2 separate regions of the Hordeum vulgare genome follow, and region 2 is linked to region 1. Evidence: chromatin contacts called from public Hi-C data. All regions are on one chromosome and are shown on one strand. The core of a region is the stretch at or near the end of the contact, and the rest is flanking DNA. Distances in the headings are between cores, read along the strand shown.

What was found. Hi-C and Micro-C count contacts between places; a contact is called where the count stands out from the background.
Region 2: a Hi-C map of seedling shows a contact between it and region 1, with 4 times the contacts expected there. The contact joins the promoter of LOC123430386 here to the promoter of LOC123426930 in region 1. A contact is called at or near these places in 2 of 6 Hi-C or Micro-C datasets (leaf and seedling) and 1 of 1 datasets of contacts at active chromatin or transcription factors (embryo).

The regions. Positions count from the first base shown.
Region 1 is chr2H:513,984,801-513,990,876 of MorexV3_pseudomolecules_assembly, forward strand. It overlaps LOC123426930 (probable inactive receptor kinase RLK902), which reads right to left and starts at 3,785. Exons shown (of 2, transcript XM_045110850.1): 1 at 1,585-3,785; 2 at 521-1,486. The coding sequence starts at 2,929. The coding sequence ends at 822.
Region 2 is chr2H:514,602,913-514,609,247 of MorexV3_pseudomolecules_assembly, forward strand. It overlaps LOC123430386 (putative pentatricopeptide repeat-containing protein At1g09680), which reads left to right and starts at 3,656. Exons shown (of 1, transcript XM_045114252.1): 1 at 3,656-5,766. The coding sequence starts at 3,683. The coding sequence ends at 5,512.

The DNA.
Region 1 (6,076 bases), core at 2,535-5,034:
TTTATAAAAGCTTGCCAACTAATGACAGACAGGGGGTGCAATGCATGATCTCCGATCTGTCCAGCTGCAACCATCTTGCTCTTCTTCCTTTTGTTTTTGTTCCATCGTCGGAGAGTCATGCTCGGCAAGTACGCCTAGGATTAGGATTACAAGCACGCACGCATTGACGCCTTCTTCATCATTTGCCGGGATTCGGGACAAGCTGATGTGCCGCCAACACAAATCCATGTTCTCGTTGCTCTCACAGAGAAGTCTTCTGTTTTTTCGGCGTCAAAAAGTCGTACTACCACGGCGCAACTAACTGAGGCGACAGTTAAAAAAAACTGAGGCGACAGTTGACATGACATTTACGGTGGCCAATGCGTGTTATTGTCTCAGGATTATGCTCGTGATTTCACCTCGTTTCATGGCAAATTCAGAGCATTTTCTACATTTTCCATGCAGGGGAAGGAGTATAATAATAGTCTAGCAGAGAACCAGCTATTTTCTCGATTGTTAATTAGGTGACCCGCGCACGATCGCAACAAAATCAACTCCATCATCATGCTGTAATTACATACTCTGTCTGTCCGAACCAGCAGTGCCTCTCCTACCGCCAGCATCCTCTCAACGCACGCAGCTAATCCAAAGAATTCGTAACAAGGAAGAAGAATCAAGAAAAGTTCATGAAACTTCAAAAAAGGAAAAATAGAAAGCACACGGTGGTAAATAATGCCCTAAAGACATACGCAAGAAGACAAGATTCTGTTTTTTCTTGAGAATCTTCCGTAAGTTACCGAATGGTCGCCATGCTGGCCGACACGACCCGAGGCGACCAAGCTTCAGCTCTCTCGGATCGACCCGGCCGGCTTGAGCGGCCGATCGTCGGCCTCGTCGACCGAGATGCTCCGGCCAGGCCGCGTCATCGACGACGCCGACCCCGGGGCGGCGAGCTCCTCGATGCGCACGACGATCTCCGGCATCGCCGGCCGCTGGTCGGGGACCGGCACGGTGCAGTCCATGGCCAGCCGCAGCATCTCCACCATCTCCTCCTCCGCGCCCGGGTGCCTCAGCAGCTCCGTGTCGAACACCTCGGACGTCCACTCCTCGCGCACCACGGACCGCGCCCACCGCGGGAGGTCCACGCCCTCGTCGTGCAGCACGGCGTTCGTCGGCGCCTTCCCCGTCAGCATCTCCAGGAGCAGCACACCGAAGCTGTACACGTCGGCCTTCTGCGACAGCCGCCGCGGGTCGGCGACCACCTCGGGGGCGCGGTAGCCCGCCACGCGCATCGACGGCGCGCCGGCGGGGCCGACGAGGCTCGCCAGTCCGTGGTCGGCCACGCGCGCGTCCACCGACCGGCCGAGGAGGATGTTGGACGACTTGATGTTGCCGTGCGCCACCTTGGAGCCCGTCGCGTGGATGTACTCCAGGCCGCGCGCCGAGGCCAGCGCGATCCGCCTCCTCGAATCCCAGCTCAGCGGTGACCGCCCGGCGCCACGGTTGCCTGAGATTCTCACCAGTTCAGAAATTTTGATCCAATTCGAAGCAAAGTTTGGAGCAAGAAAACAGAGAGAACCGGACACGAACACTGAGCGTACGTACCGTGAAGCATGGAGGAGAGGCTGCCCGTGGCGACGAACTCGTACACCATGAGCCGCTCGTCCTTGCTGAAGTAGTAGGCCTGCAGGGGCACGACGTTAGGATGGTCCAGCCCGCCAATCGCCGCGATCTTGTCCCGGAACTCGCGCTCCGGCAGCGACGTCTCCTTGAGACGCTTCACTGCCACCGCCGGCGCCGTCTCCAGCGCGGCCTTGTACGTGGTACCGTACGTGCCCTTGCCCAGGACCTCGGCGGACGCGCGGAGCAGGTCCTCCAGATCGTACGGCCTCGGCACCCTCCCGAAGAAGAAAAGCTTCTTCCGCCCCACGGAGACGGGGGCGACTGGAAGCGGCATCGAAGCGGGCGGAGGCGGCCGCGCGTCGGAGACCCGTGGAGTGTAGCTGTTTGGGCTCATTGCCTCTTTGCTGTGCAGGGCCAGCTCCGCCGCGACGGCGTCCTGGCTCCGGTAGGTTCTTCTTGGCTTGCGGCGGAGAGCGCCACAGGCAAGGACCAGAACGGCGGCGATAAGCAGGAAGCCCAAAGCGCAGCCGATCACAATGCCCGCGATGGCGCCGCCCGCGAGGTGTCTCCGGCGTCGTCTGCCGCCGTTTCCCGCGACCACGGCTTCTGGGGCAGGCGTGGGAGGCTGGGACGGTGGTTGGGAAGATGGTGTTCGACACGGTGGGAGGGGCTTGCCGCACAGTGTCATGCCGAGGAAAGACGTGGCGGGCATGCCGCCGAAGCCTTTGGGAACCTCGCCGGTGAGGTCGTTGAAGGAGGCGTTAAAAGACAAGAGGGACGGCATGTCGACGTCCGGCAGCTCGTGGGTGAAGAGGTTGCCCTCCAAGAAGAGCAGCTGCAGCTTCCCGCTCTTGGCAATGGCGGCCGGTATTCTCCCGGATAAGCGGTTCTCAGCGAGGTTCAGCTGCGTCAACGCCGGGAGGGAGAGAATCGCGGCCGGGAGCTCACCGGAGAAGTGGTTGGACTGCAGGTTGATGACCCGCAGCTTGACGCAGGAGGCCAGGTCGGCCGGGAGCGGGCCGGAGAGCGCGTTGAAGCGCAGGGAGAGCACGGTGAGCCTGGTGAGGCCGCCGAGCGCACCGACGGGGACGGAGCCGCGGAGGCCGTCCCCGGGGAGGTGGAGCCCGGTGACGCGGCCTCCGGAGCAGACGACGCCGGTCCAGGAGCACGTCTGCCGGGACGTGTTCCAGGACACGGACGCCGACCCGAAGGGCGCGATGAAGGCCTGCAGCGCAGCGGTGTCGGACGCCAGGTCGTCGGCGGCGCGCGCCGCGCCGAGGGCCACGGCGAGGAGCAACGCCAGCGCGGCGGCCTGGGACGGAGGCATGGCTGTGGTGGTCCCTTCGCTTGGCCGATCACACCATGTGAGAGTGTTGGGAGAGGAGAGGTGGGGAGGGACGAAACAAGAAAGCGGAATATCGGAAAGAAGCTTCACAAATGGCTCGTTTAGCGACAAGGGGGGAGAAGAGGAGGCGGACTCACTTCCACAAGACGATGTCGCAAATCCGCAACCACATTCTTGGTCTGGCCGCTGTGGACCGTCCGATAATACGTTGGACGGTCGAGATCGCACGCCTGCCCGCTGTCGTCGATCCTACTCCTGGTCCAGCTGATGCCGATGGCAGGGGACGATAATCTGGAGTACAACTCAACTCGACAGTGCGTGAAAATGATCGGCGAAACAGTTGCTCGTTTGAATTTTGGTCAGTTGTTGCTAGCGGCTGCTCCTGAGATCCTCTGCTTTGTAGGCCAATGTGATTGAACATGAACACGAATGCTCGACCATTTTCCTGCTGTCAGCAGACATCATATCCCCGGTGCAGTTCGCTTCATGGACTGGTTCGCTTGATGATGTGTGGAGCTATGGACGTGGACGGCGTCGTGCATCCGTGCGTGACGAAGTAAACCGGTCCCTGAATGCCGGAACCGTAACTGTCAGAGAGGTTTATGGGCCTGTAAATGTCATGAACTCATGATGCCGTCAGGTGTTGGAAAATTTTGAGCGAGTGTATGATGATGGTCTGTCAGTTACCGTCCGCTGAAAGATTTATCTACTTCTCGGCAATGCTGAGCTAGGAACGTGCATTTCCTCCTGTGTGTAAGTGTAGAATTGATTTTTTTTTTTTTGAGAGAGAGAGGGTGCAGAATTGCATTGGCCAAACGGCCGAAACAACTAGAAATAGCCCAGAGCAAATGGTGGTCAGAGTCGGTCACATCGCATTCGTCGTTTATTGACATATTTTGCAACAATGGGATACATAATTTAAGAGCAAAATATTTTTCTCGATGGTGATCTACTGAATGCAAACTTAAAAATATCTCCTCTTTTAATTGGCAAAGTATTATGACGGGAGTTAATTCGTTGAAGCATGGTTATATTTGGCGTGTGGACAATAGACGGAATATTAAAATTTGAATAGATGAATGGATCCCAAATTAACCGAGTAGAAAAATTATTATTCCAAAAAGGAGACTGCCTCCTGTCAAGGGTCTCTGATCTTATTAATCCAATCACTAATTACAGAGATGAAGACATGGTGAGAATGTCATGGCCAATTAATGCTCAGCGGATCCTCGAGATTACTCTTTCTCTGCATGATATGTCACATTTTATAATGTGGAGTTGCACAAAAATGGAATGTTCACTATTCGATAAGCTTACTTCATGGAATGGGACTACCAACACCGGAATAACCTTCGACATGCAAATAGTATATTTTTTGGGCATAGCTGGTGCCATCATCATAGATTTTTTTTTCTTTTTTGAAAGATCCAGCTTGCACCTCGCTTATCATTGATTTAGCAGAAGGAGAATATCAAAAAAGACCTGATCAAGTGATCAAGATAGGATCGCCTATTCACCAACAGGTTGGCGCTCCCGTCAAAACACGGCTCACGAACAAACTTCTCAGGTTGGATCCCCAAAAGGAGTCGCTATGCATTTTGCCCCAGTCAAACGCCATTGCTCCGGAACCCGGTCGATCACTCGCTGAGCGCATGGTATGTGTCCACAGAATGTGCATCCATTTCTTTCTAACCAAATGTGCCAAGCCACCGCGATTAGAATGGACCGCAGCCCCTTGTATGTCTCGGACGTTGTTCCGACCAGCTTGCCCTTGATGATCCGCGTGGTCGTGCGCCCCGACTGTTGGGGAACGTTGCATGGAAAACAAAAAAAAATCCTACGCACACGAAGACCTATCATTGTGATGTCCATCTACGAGATGAGATTTGGATCTACATATCCTTGTAGACCGCACAGTAGAAAGCGTTAAAAAACGCGGTTGATGTAGTGGAACGTCTTCACGTTCATCGATCCGCCCCACGAACCGTCCCGCGATCCGTCTTGCGATCCGTCCCACGATCCGTTCCGATCTAGTGCCGAACGGACGGCACCTCCGCATTGAGCACACGTACAGCTCGACGATGGTCTCGGCTTTCTTGATCCAACAAACAAGACGGAGAAGTAGATGAGTTCTCTAGCAGCGTGACGGCGCTCCGGTGGTGGTGATGATCTAATCCTGCAGGGCTCCGCCCGAGCTCCGCAGAAATACGATCTAGAGGAAGACCTATGGTTTCTAGATCTGAGTTGCACGAGGCAAAAGTTATCTCAAATCAGCCCTAAATCACCACTATATATAGGAAGGAGGGGAGCAGGCTTGCCTTGAGGACCAAGTCCCCAAGGGTGCGCCGTACAAGAGGAGAGGATGAATCCTACTCCAATTAGGATTGGAAAGTGGAGTCCTTCTCTTCCTTCCCACCTCTTTTTTCTCTCTTTGGTTTTCCTTCTCTTGGCGCCAAGGCCCTCTTGGGCTGTCCCACCAGCCCACTAAGGGCTGGTGCGCCACCCTAAGGCCATTGGGCTTCCTGATGGGTAACGTAGCATATATTCAAAATTTTCCTACGCATATTCAGATCTTCCTATGGAGATACCAGCAACGAGAGAGGGGTAAGAGCATCTTCATACCTTTGAAGATCGCTAAGCGGAAGCGTTGCTAGAACGCGGTTGATGAAGTCGTACTCGCAGCGATTCCGATCTAGTGCCGAACTACGGCACCTCCGCGTTCAACACACGTGTAGCCCGGTGACGTCCCCCGCACCTTGATCCAGCAAGGAGGAGGGAGAGGTTGGGGAAGAAATCCAGCAGCACGACGGCGTGGTGTCGATGGAGAGACGAGGTCTCCCGGTAGGGCTTCGCCAAGCACCGGCAGACAGGAGGAGGAAGAAGGGCAGGGCTGCGCCGAGGGAGAGGGAGAAGTCTATCTCCCAATGGCCAAAAGTGCCCGGTATATATAGGGGAACGGAGGGGCTGCGCCCCCTTGAGGGTTTCCCCCTCCTGGGGGGGGGGGGGAAGCCCTAGATGGGTGTTGGTGCGGCGGCCAAGGGGGGAGGAGGGGTGTGGCGCACCCCTGGTGGGCCTTAGGCCCACCTGGCTTAGGGTTTGCCCCCCTTTTCTCTCCCCTGTGCATTGGGC
Region 2 (6,335 bases), core at 2,406-4,905, 620 kb after region 1:
GCAAGCCTCCCTACCTGGCGCGCCAAATGTCAAAGTTTGGGATCTGCGTCCACGAGCTTCTCCAAGAACTAGGGTTCGAACACTTGGCTGCTTGACTTGCGACCTGCAACACGATGACAAACACAGCAAGATGGACGGTGAGCGCACTTCGCCTCATCGGAGACAAAGAAGACACACGATCTACCCAGGTTCTGGCCGCCGGAGTGTAAAACCCTACTCGTGCGTGTAATTTTCTTTCTCGGGGAAAAAGGGAGGAGCTTGAGGCTCTAGTACACGGAGGTTCTCAGGGGATAGAATGGTTTGTCCCCCTACACAGATGCGACCCTGTCCCTCTTGTAATGCCTTGGTCCTCCTCCCTGAAAACACGAGCAGGGCCACAACACGGTAATTCAAAGGGGGCAAGGTTCGAGTCCTATCCTGACTAAAGGTGGTCTTCTCCTATCAAAGTGGTATTCATGACGTGGGCATGGGATCGACAATGACCTTCACCCTACAGCGTTGATTCGTCATGATCCTCTATCATCGAAATGGTAAGCTTTTGCCACCTGCTCTTGGGGAAATAGCTCGCGCTGCCACCTAATCACCAAAGGGAAATCCTCTCTACTCGTGCCCGCTCGTATGACCTTCCTCGAAGCAGATGCGTCACCCACGTGATGGGCACATTTCCCTAAGGCTGGAGACACCCACCCGGCCTCGCGAGACGGCCCAGCGAGTGGGGCTCTCGCGAGGATGTTCGATGTCTGACGGCCCCCGCCAGCGCTTGCTCCTCGAGAGGTTGCCCCCTTTGAGTGACACAGGCAGGGCAACCTTGCTCGGGTCAGCCCAGCATCGTCCCTAGGGCCAACCGGCAGATGGGCCATGGTACCCCGGGTTCCACTGGGCCGACATCTTTCGTCTAGGGTGCTCAAACACCCACGGGTAACAAGACTCGCAAGGGATTACTGGGGGGAATTAAATTTCTCTTGGTGGAAGTGTAGATCAAGGCCTTCTCCTCCAAACCATAGAGCATCAACAAGTTGCGATGGCTAGTGAGAGAGATCAGGCGAAAATGAGCTTAGGAGCAACAATGGAGCTTGGGGGAAAGAGGTAAGTCAACTTGGGGAAGAAGACCCCCTTTTATAATGGGAGGGAAAATCTGCCCGTTTTCTGCCGAGAAGTTGTGCACAAGTTGTAGTACCGTTCTTGTGAGCGATGCTACCGCCCTGCATGACAGTTTTGCCCTTAACGTATACCTGACAAAGTCAAGGACACGATAGTGCCACTGGAGCGGTACTACCGCTCCCGCCAGCGGTACTTCCACTTAGCGTTGCACGTAGAGGTGAACCCATGGTAGTAGAGGTAGGTAGTGTGGTAGTATCGCGCCTAGCGATACTACTGACGGCTACTGTCGCCCTACATCTTCTCGAGTGGCGAAGGGCTACAGAAGCATAAATTAAGCGGTAGTTGATGCGGATGTGAAGGACGGTGGTACCGCACAAGCGGTACTACCGCTCCAAATCAACGGTTCTTTCCCTTAACCCTTTGCAGTTTGGTGAATCTGCGATAGTGGGGTAGTAGCCAGAGCCGCAATACCGCACCAGCGGTACTACCGCTCTGAACTACCGCCCTACTATGACACATTAACATAACACAAAACATAAGATGTAGTGCCCGAAGCACTAGAGGGCGGCAGTACCTCTGAAGCGGTATTACCGCTCCCTAGTGCGGTACTTTCCGCGTATGTGCCTCTCGAATGCCCTAAGCAGAAGGCAAGAGTAGCTCCAAATTACCGAAAAGGCATGAGGGTGCACAGGTGACTCTGTACATGTTGATTCCATCCTAACTTGTCCAAAAGCGGACCCCCTCTTGATAATACGGATTTCCTACGACTTAAATCCACCAAAAAATTATCGAAAATAATCGTCTTCCCTCTTAAACACCGATGGAGAATAAATCGTCTCATGCCATCTGATAATCTCTGAAAGCTAAATGCACACAATTAGTCCGGAAAGCGCAGTGTCATCACTCACCAAAACCACTAAGGGAGAAATATGGCCTAACAACCTCACAATGGTTGCGGCGATGATTTGGTGCAACTATAGTTGGATTTTGCTACTACCAGCAAAGTTCTTTGCTACATTCACCAAGGCGAAGTTGCGGCCTCGTGATGGCGGCGACGACGAATTGTTGCAACCGTAGTTGGATTTTGCTACTCTTGACGAAGTTTTTGGATACATCCATCAAGGCGGGGTTATGACCTCGCGACAACGTCAACGACGATTTGTTGCAACCGTTGTCGTTTTTGCTAGGACCGGTGGTGTTTTTTGCTACACCCATTCAATGGCGTTGACTGACTGGTGCCCATCATCGACGCAATTCCATGCAGTGAGCATCAACGGCGAGGGGCGGCGATGGAGCTACAATTGTTGCCACTGAGAGCTGCAACCGCAGGTGCAACTATTGCATGGGTCGGGCATCGACAAGGACGGACGATGAGTGTGGCGCCTGGCGACGAGGACGGCCACCGGAGAAAACAAGAGGCGCGACCCAACCCGAGAAAGAAGAAGTTGGGGCCCTTTTTGCCCACACACTTGTCGGGAGTCACTAGTTAGCGAGCCCTCCTTCGAAAGTCTCCTAGCGAGTAGTTCCGCGCACCGCCATTTGACGTGTTCTCAGTCGTCGCCACGTGTCGAGCTGTGAGTGTTTCTTTCGAATTTTGTTTTTTTTCTCGCACACGTTTTTGGCTTTTTAGATTGGGTTTTTTCTGATTTTTTTGTGTTCCGGTTTTTCACCGATCTTTCTTAGCCTTTTTGATGAAAATAAAAAATTCAAAAATATATATTTTGTTCAAAAAAGACGCATTTTCTGTTTTTTCGCAAGAGACATGGTTTTGCTTTCTCAGAGGCACGCTTTTGCCTTCGCGAGAGGCGCGGTTTTGACTTGGCAAGAGGCACTGTCGTGCCTTTTGGAAACGAAAAAACGTGTTTTTTGTTTTTTACGAGAGTCACGGTTTTGCTTCTTGGAGAGGCACGGTTTTGTTTCCACGAGAGGCACAGTTTTGTCTTCGTGAGCCATGCCTCTCGGAGAGGAAAAAAACGTGTTTGCTGTTTTTTCTGCGAGAAGCACGGTTTTGTTTTCGCGAGAGGCACGACTTTATCTCCGTCGTGCCTCTCTAAAAGGAAAAAACGCGAAATAACGTGTTTTCTGTTTTTTTTCTATAGCGAGATGCACGGTTTTTTTGGTTCGGCTTTTTTCGTAAAGATAAAATTCGTCAAAACCTACGAATAAGGAATCTAGTTTTGAAGATCTCGATGCGAGAAATTCAACGATGAAAACGGATCGAGATTTGGACCCACGGTTTAAAAGATAAAACATTTTAAAAATATGAATCTACAAAAAAAATAAAAAAATTCGGATTACGACAAGTGACATACATGCAGTGTGTCACTTATCGCAACCTAGAAAGGTGAGAGTGATCTTTGAAAAAAAAAAAAACACTCCCTGTTTAGTGATTTCGACGCTTGCCCGGATCAAACGGATGTGGGCGTGGGTTGAAACTTTTGGGCCGGGCGCCGGCGCCTATCAGTGGCCTGTAAAGATGGATAGACCGAGGCTTCCCATCTTTAAACTTGGCGGGCTCGGACCACTTGCCAGTTGCCACGGAAGCTCATTCTCTCCGACCCCCACCCCACCGCTCGCAAACATGCGGAGAGCCCTCCGCCACCGCCCGCGCCTCCAGCCGCCCACTGAAACACCGCCAGCGCCGTCAGCCCCTCTCCCATGGTACGCCGCCCCGCGGGCGCCGCCACCGCATTCGCCGCCCACGACCGAGGTCGACCCCCTAATCGTTGCCGCCTCCGAAGTCGCGCTCACTCTGCCAGTTCACCCCGCCGCGCTCCCGGCCACGGCGCCGGCGCCGCTCCTGCGCCTCCTCCCCGCCTTCACATCCGCCCACTTCCTCTCCCTCCTCCGCTCCAACCCCCTCTCCCTCCCGCCGCTCCCGCTCCTCTCCCTCTTCCGCCTGCTTCTTCTCGCCTCCCCTCCCGGCCTCTTCCGCCACACGCCATCCTCCTTCCTCTCCATGTCCCACTACCTCCTCCTCCACCGCCTCCCGGACCTCGCTCGCCCCCTCCTCCGCCTCCTAGTCTCCCGACTTGGCCGCTCCTCTCCGCCGCGCCTCCTCCCGCTCCTCGTCCCCGCCGCCTCCCCCGAAGACCCCGCCCCTCTCGTCTCCGAGCTTGCTGCCGCGTACGCCGACGAGGGCCTCCTCGCCGACGCCTCCTCCCTCGTCCTCCTCGCCCTCCGCGGCGGCACTCGCCTACCGGCGCCCGTGTGTTTCGGCCTCATGAGCCGGCTCCCCACTACTCCCGAAGCATACACTTTCTACCTGCAGCTGCTTGACGCCGGCATGGCCCCGGAGATCAGGCAGTTCAACGTGCTGATGCGAGATTTCGTTAGATTTGGAGACCTTGCCAGTGCACGCAAAGTGTTCGACGAAATGCGAACCAGGAGCGTGCAGCCGACTGTGGTCAGCTTCAACACCTTGATTACAGGCATGTGTAGAGCGCGCGATCTGGACGGTGTAGACGGCCTGTACAAGGGAATGATCCAGATGGGTGTCACACCTGATGTCTACACCTACAGCGCTCTGATAAAGGGTTTGTCCAGTTCAGGGAGGATGGAAGATGCAACAAAGATGTTCGATGAAATGCGCGAAAGAGGCGTGAAACCCAATGCCATCGTGTTCACAACATTGATAGATGCACATTGTAAGGATGGGGATGTGAAGGCTGGAATGGACTTGTACCAGGACATGAGGGCAAGGGGTGTCATGCCAGATTTGGTGGCATACAATGCACTGGTGAATGGGCTTTGTCGGGCAAGAAATTTTAAGGCTGCCGAATGCATCGTGGAAGAGATGAGGAGCATAGGTCTGAAGCCAGATAAGGTGACTTACACCACCCTCATTGATGGTTGCTGCAAGGACGGCAAGCTAGACACGGCGATGGATATTAAGCAGAAAATGGCAGACGAGGAGGTTGCGTTGGATGAGGTAACATATACAGCACTCATCTCCGGGCTGAGCAAGGCAGGACGGCCTGTCAATGCCCAGAGGGTCCTTGTTGAGATGATGAAAGCTGGTTTGGAGCCCGACAACACGACCTACACGATGGTGATTGACGCCTTCTGTAGGAAAGGCGACGTAAAGACAGGCTTTAAACTACTGAAGGAGATGCAGAACAAGGGTCGAAAACCAGGAGTTGTGACATATAATGTGATTATCAGTGGCCTCTGCAAGCTGGGGCAGCTCAAGAATGCCGACATGCTTCTGCATGCAATGCTCAATATAGGGGTCACCCCTGATGATATCACATACAACATACTCTTGGATGGGCAGTGCAAGCATGGAAAAGTTACTGATTCTGAAGAGCTGAAAAGTGCAAAAGGAATGGTGCCAGATTTTGGCGTTTATACTTCGCTGATCAGCGAACTTGTCAAGAAGAAGCCAGCCAAGAGCTACCACGATAGATAAGATTTCTGCGTAAAGGCATCTTTTGAGTACTTCCTCACCAGTGAAGAACCATTGGTCTCCGAGATGGGAGGATGCAATATGATTAGGCTCTGCAAGTTTAGGCAGACGAATATTGCTACTCCACTCCTCGACGAGGGATACATACTTCACAGCGTAGCATGGGGAAAGCCTACATGGTACATGGTCTTTTGGTTCTGTAATTTTGCTTCTCTTATTAGTAAATAAATAAGATGGTGACAGATGTTCACTTGAAACTTGAATTCTGAGACGCCTTGAGCATTTTCTTTAGCAATTGGTCTACCTGTATACCAATGATGTATTGGCTGCTTATAGGGTTCAGATGATTCTCCTTGCTCAGGCAACACTGCTCTCTCAGGTTGGGCTGACAGTTGAAATCATCGTAAGGTATATTCTACTTCCTCCGTTCCTAAATATAAGTCTTTAAGAGTTTCTACTAAAAAACAACATATAGACATACATTAAAGTGTAGATTCAATCATTTTGCTCCGTATGTAATCCTCTAATAAAATATGTAAAAAGACTTATATTTAGAAACGGAGGGAGTATTATTCTGTTCTAGCTCATGCTTCTTCTATTTAAAACTAGTTGTGGTAGAACAGTAACTTTGATAAGTTTACCCATAGAGTCCCAGTCTACAACAAAACGTGTGCTTGATAAGTTATGTTGGTCTCACTCAGGATAGACTTTGTGCACTAATTTCACTTACTTGACATCTCAGTTCAGCTTACATAGAGCTAGCATGCAAGTATTTTATCCTCCCAACAATTATTCATGACTACGTGTAAGGTAAGAGTTTTTGTTT